Regions from separate parts of the Oryctolagus cuniculus genome. Here region 1 is linked to region 2. The links are chromatin contacts, called in public Hi-C maps. All regions are on one chromosome and are shown on one strand. The core of a region is the stretch at or near the end of the contact, and the rest is flanking DNA. Distances in the headings are between cores, read along the strand shown.

What was found. A called contact is a pair of places that touch in the nucleus more often than the background predicts.
Region 1: a Hi-C map of liver shows a contact between it and region 2, with 11 times the contacts expected there. The contact joins two enhancer-like sites. A contact is called at or near these places in 3 of 6 Hi-C or Micro-C datasets (liver, psoas muscle and an unstated tissue).

What each region holds. Positions count from the first base shown.
Region 1 is chr10:29,156,674-29,159,852 of mOryCun1.1, forward strand. The region is part of intron 6 of CTIF (cap binding complex dependent translation initiation factor); the gene reads right to left. Among named protein-coding and RNA genes, the nearest start is that of CTIF, 140 kb to the right of the region's middle. Within about 2 kb of position 1,463, at least 3 of the 8 cell types and tissues checked have an H3K27ac peak or open chromatin away from gene starts, as enhancers often do.
Region 2 is chr10:29,066,384-29,069,191 of mOryCun1.1, forward strand. The region is part of intron 9 of CTIF (cap binding complex dependent translation initiation factor); the gene reads right to left. Among named protein-coding and RNA genes, the nearest start is that of SMAD7, 150 kb to the left of the region's middle. Within about 2 kb of position 1,323, at least 5 of the 8 cell types and tissues checked have an H3K27ac peak or open chromatin away from gene starts, as enhancers often do.

The DNA.
Region 1 (3,179 bases), core at 213-2,712, 90 kb after region 2:
CACCTGGCTCCTGCCATCGGATCAGCGCGGTGCGCCGGCCACAGCGCGCCGGCTGCGGCGGCCATTGGAGGATGAACCAACGGCAAAAGGAAGACCTTTCTCTCTGTCTCTCTCTCTCACTGTCCACTCTGCCTGTAAAAAAAAAAAAAAAAAAAAAAAAAGAATAACCTGGGGTTTCCCACAGGCCCCAAGACTCAGTGCAGAATTTTTCACGAGGGCAATAAGAAGTTTGGTATATTCTGTTATCTTTCTGGGTCTCAGTTTCTTTGTCCGCATAATGGGGCAGCAGGCAGAAGTTCTAGGTCTTTTGCATGCTCTGAGTCAATGCGGGCAGAGGAAGAGTGGTTCCATCCAGTCAGGGGCCTTACGCCAGTAGCAGCCCCTTGCAAAGACAGGGACTGCTCGGTCTGTCTGGCCACCTGCTACCTCCAGAACCCAGGCACAGCCTGGGACGTGAAGGCAGGCGACTGGAGGTGTTGCACACATTGCTCACCTCTCCTGGCCCCATCCCCACCCCCACCGGCTGTGCACGGCCCAGAGGCCTGGGATTGTGCAGCAGCTCACAATGGAAGGAAGAGGGTGTAGGAGGGAGGTCCCTACAATGACCCTGGTATTGTTCTTGGGCCAGAAGAAAGCTTCCTCCGGCCTGGCCGCTGCGATGCTAGAAAACCGGCGTGGAGCCAGCGAGAGTCGGCGCAGCCTGGGGGGGCTGCCCGCGGAGGGGCGGCCTGGGAGCCAGGGTCCATTCACAAAGGCCTGCGGGAGCGCACGTAGCCCCGTCCGCCCCCACCCCCTCCCCAGCCGCGGCTCCCAGTGACAGAAGCTGGGGCAAATGAAAATAACCGGTTTCTCCGCCCCCGGCCCCGCGGCTGCCAGGAAGGTGAAGGCGACGAGACCGGCACACAGGCTGACAAAGGCTCCCCAAGGCTTCACACCTCGGCAACACCGCCCCCCCCCGCCGCCCCCGTGCTCCCCCATGCTCTCGGCCCCTGGCAGGGGACAAGCAAGGGGAGGTCCTGCAGCAGGGTGCACCTTGTTTACCTGGGGCAGGCCCAAGTCAGCACGGAGTCACCAGGCCCAAAGCTGTAGGCCAGGTGACCCCACTCTCCCTGAGTGGTTGGGGTGGGGGGGTCTCTCCCAGGCAGGAACTGCTGTGGTGCTGGGGTTGGGGGTGTGCGGGAGGGTGGGCCTGCCTCTGAGGGTCTGCAGACAGGGCCTGCTCGCAGCACGGTGGGCCACAACCAAGCTCTTCATCCCTGTGGATGTCGTGGCCCAGCCTTTGCCTGGAAGGTGGCAGTCTTCAGTCTGGCCTCCCAGGGGCCAGATGTGCCCCAGGGCTCCCTGTCCCATGCTGGCCTCCAGGCCACCTCCGGCTGGTGCCAGCCCCTGTTTCTCCTGAGCCACGGCTCACTCAGCTCCCCAGCCCTTCACGCTAGACTGCTCTTCCCCCTCCACGGCTCCGCCTCCTTGGCCATCCCCCAAGGCCCAGCTCAAGGTCGGCCTCCTCCAGGAAGCACGAACCCAAGGGGAAGCAGGAAATGCTGAGAACCTCAAAACTGGCCTCCAGTCGCGTCTCTCAGAGATCCAAGAGGCCTCTGGGGGCTGACGAGGCTTGATGGCTCCAGACGGCTTCGAGGAGGAGGTGCCACGTGAACAGGGCCACAGCAGAGGGGGACGGTTCAGGCGCCGGGCTGGGGAGAAGGGCGAGTGGGAAGGGCTCCCAGACGGGCTTCTCTTGGCCGAAGGTCAGCGGCAGGCCGGCCAATGTCACTCTTGTGGCTCTGCCTCAGCCAGGGCTGGAGAAACTCTACAGAATCTGACCCCAAAGCCCACGAGGAGGGCCTGCCTGGCAAGCTCACTGTTCTGTGGTTTCCAGCGACACCTGTGCCTCATCCGGAGGCCACATGTCCTCTGTGAGGTCTCTGTCCTCCTCCGGCCTGGCTTAGCCTCTGAGCCGCACCCAGCACACCTTTGCCATGGAATGCGAGCGGGTGAACGAGCCCACCTTGACGGCCGGGGACATGGAAGCCCCAGAGCACGCTTGTGGATGAGCTCTATGTTCTCTTATGGCTCCAGTGCGCGACCTCCAGGGTTGCTGCCACCTGTCTTAACTTTCAGACTTCTCTTTATAAGCTGGATATAAAACGAAAGCTCGGCAAAACTTGCTCTTAAAGGGCCAGACCATAAATATTCCAAGCTTTGCAGGTGAAAAGGTCCACGCTGCATCCACTCCACTCTGCTGCTGTGGCACAAATGCAGCCCTAGATGGTGAACAAAGCGACGGGTGTGGCTATGTGCCAATAAAACCTCGTGTAAGAACAGGCCGAGGGGCGGCTTACACTCTACACTGTAGTTCGCCGGTGCCTAAGGCCGCAGCCGTGTCCTGGGTCTGTGAGGCTGTCACACGGTATCCTGGACATGGTGGAGCCAGCCCCATGCCTGCTCCCACTAGTCCTGGCTTCCTGCTCCTGCCCTCCCCCCCGCCCCCTGCCATGGAAGTGGCAGGAGAAAGAGACCGGTGGGGGATCCCATCCAGACTGGGCCGGGTGCCTCTTCCCAAGGAACCTCCCCGGTGGTCACCAACTAACGTCTTCACCCCAGAATAACCGTCGCTATACAAAGGACTCACAGGCGGCAGGAATAAAAATAGGCTCGTCTCCAGGAGCACGTCGCCTGCTCCCAGTGGGCCCTGCTACCTGGAGGCTTCAGACAGGAAGCTAGGGACTGCCGAGCTCCTGGGGGGGGGGGGGCACCTATTTTTGTCCTGAGGGAGGAAGTTCTCGGTGGGGGAGGTGGCTACACAGGGGTCCTCCCAGGTGGGGTCCTGGGTCAGGGAGTGCCACTTGAGACCTGTCTCACCAGAATAAAGACCCTCCTTCCAAGGGCTCTCTCTCTGCCCCTGGCCTGTTTATGGCCTTTAGCAGCAGAGTGAAAACATGCTCCCTATTTTCCTGCTCTCATTACGGAAACGGCATTCACCCCAAACTTGCTCTCCGTCTCTGCCCTCCGCGCAGACTGCCCCGCTCTTATCCCCACTCTCCGTTTAGAAGCTGTGTGTGGCCGGCGCCACGGCTCAATAGGCTAATCCTCTGCCTGCGGCGCCAGCACACCGGGTTCTAGTCCTGGTCGGGGTGCCGGATTCTGTCCCAGTTGCCCCTCTTCCAGGCCAGCTCTCTGCT
Region 2 (2,808 bases), core at 73-2,572:
ATCTGGAGGGTGCAGGAGGCCCTGGCGTCTGTGTGGCTCAGCTGAGAGGAGGGAGCCATCCTCCCATCCAGTCCCAAGGGCCTGTCAGTCTGCAGCTTCCCAGAGCCCCGGGTGCCTAACCTGTGGGCCTCTGGGTGCCCTGAGCCCCGGGAGCAGGGCCAAGGGAGGGGAAGTTGAATGCCGGGGTGGCCTTGGGGGTGGGTGGTGCCCAGCATCTCTCAGCCTCACAGCCCTGTCGCCCTGCCTCTTCCTTCCTGAGTTCGCACATCAGAGAAGGTGGATCGATGGTGGGGAGAGGGCTGGGACCTGCATGGCCAGGTGCTAATCCCAACCCTCTGCGATCAGCTGGACTCTGGCTTCCAGGCTGGGCAAAGGCCCTGGGGCCCAGAGGGGCGAGGGGCTTCAGACAGCTGCCCTTGTCTCCTGGAGAAGTTCATTCCCAACCAGGCCAGCCAAGCAGTGACCAAACACCCCTGCCGCCCCCCCCCCACCTTCCTGCCCAGAGCTCACCTGGCTGGGCCTGGGACCCAGCACTGCCTGGGAGCCTTCCTGTTGCCCTCTCTGTCTGCCTCTTCCCCAACTGGGCACCTCCTTCCTCCGCCCCGGGCGTCTCACCCTTCACCACCCTTCATCCACCCAGCACCCAACACTGCGCAGCCTCGTCCCACGTCCCTATTTCATAAGATCTCTGCAAGCACCCCGCGCGCCATGCAGGGCAGATAAAAATAATCCCCATTCCACAGCCAACGAGAACGAGACGGCCAGAAAAATTAGGGGGAGTCTCCAAATTCCTATGGCAAATAAGTGGTTCTGTCGAGCGCACCCCCTGCACCCCCAACCATTTCCCCCACACCAGGAACGCCCTCCCCCTCTTCTGCCCTTTGACAAAGTGGGGAGGAGGGCGAGTGACACGAGACGAAGGGGAGGAGAGGGCAGGGCCACGTGTCTTCTCTCCCAGGCCCTGAACCCTGCTGCTGGCTCCACAGGTCACTTTCATAACCCAGAACAAAAATCTCACCAGATACGGCCTCAGACCGCCCGGCTCCAGCCGCCCTCGCGGCCGCGAACAGACGCACAGAGAACGCGCTGTTATCTCTGCCCTCCAGCCCGCTTCCTCCACTTCTCAAACAGCAGATTTCTTCCAGCCAGCCTGCCTCCCCTGGCCACCACCCACAGTCACCGGCCCCTGGGGCCCAGCCAAGGCCCCCGCGCCCTCTCTGGCCCAGACTGTGACGCCGAGTCCCTGCTAATCAGACGGTCGCCTCTGCCCTCCCAGCCACCGCCCCCAGAGTTCCCTGGAAATGTCCCTTGGGCAGGCCGGCCCCCGCTGCGGCGTGCGGCTTTGTCTGCACACACAGCTGACTTGTGTCTGCGGGGACAGGGGCTGGCGCTGGGAGGGGGGAACAGATGGGGAAAACACAAAGTCCAGAGAACAAACTTTTGCAAGCGAGCCCTTCGGGGTCATCTGTGAGTCTGACGACCCGAGGGGCCAAGCCAGCGGCTCTGCGGAGGCGGTGGGGGGTGGGGCGGCGGGGGCGTCACCCTCTGTGACTCCACAGCCAGCATCTATTATGGGCCGGCTGGCTTTTTGTGATCTCAGAAGAAGAAAAGCTGTGCCAGCGGGTCAGGGAGGGGGTGCCCCGAGCTGGGGACAGGGGGAAGGGACAGACGGGGCTTTGGTGCCTCTGTGTGCTACCCCTCCTCAGCCCTGCCCCCGCACTCTGCCTTCTGCGTATACAGACAGTGCTCAATAGGTGCTTGTTAGGCTGAACTAGCTTCTGGCCATCTTGCCCCCATGGGCTCTCATTGCAATCACCTCCCAACTGCCCCCTCTGTTCAGGCTGGCGGCAGAGGACACCTGGGTGGGGGCGGGGCTGCAGGTGCCTGCCACGCAGCCGCGTATTTCTAAGCGCCCCCCAAGCAAAGCCTCCCCTTAATAACATGGCAGAGGAGCCCCGGTGTCCACGGCTCCTGCCACGTTCACAGGGCGATGATGTGCACAACCCAGAGTGGCAGGGCCCCCCTCTCGGCCTTGCCAGGTTTGAGTTCTGGGCTACCTAACCCAACCTGGGCTACCTAAGAACGACAGCTGTGTTGTACAGGGGTGGGGGAGGCAAAAAAATAAAAGGCATTAGCGAAGGCAGAAAAGAAAGCTTTCTTCAAGGTGGCTCTCCCCCCAGGTGACACTCTGGGCTGGGTGCCGGGAAAACTTAGACGGGTTCCTTTGGGACTGAGCAACCCTGGCAGCCTCAGCCCGCACCCCAGGTCCTCACTTCTGAATAATTTAGAGCATTAGGTACGAGACAGCACATGGCTCTCTCTCTCTCTCTGCAGACTTGATGGGCAGTGAGGAAGGGACCACTGGCTCCCTGTGGCTTAGCCAGCCAAAGGCAGGTGCGGTCTCACCTGTTGCCTGAGGACTTCTGTGCTGGGAGACTCCACCTGCCCTCGGAGTGCCCACAGAGGGGCACCCATGGACCCACCGCACCCCGAGCTGTATCCTCTAGCCCTGGGGTGGTTACATGGGAGCTAACCAGGCCCATCTGAGTTTCCTTCCCTTTGCATTCCCAATCACAGGGGGAGGGGTTGGAAAGCTGGCATGTGGGAGGGAAGGAAGGACATGGAGGAGGAGGTGGGGCAGCCGGGGGATGAGGAGCCATCCTGCTGCTGTCTGTGGCTCTGGGAAGAGGTCCCCGCCTCCTGGCCAGACAGCAGACCCGAGGCCCCACTGCGTGCCGGTCTGGAAGCTGTCTCTGCAGTCTCTGGGTTGCAGGATGGCGGCGGGGCGGGGGTGTGCACGCAAGCACT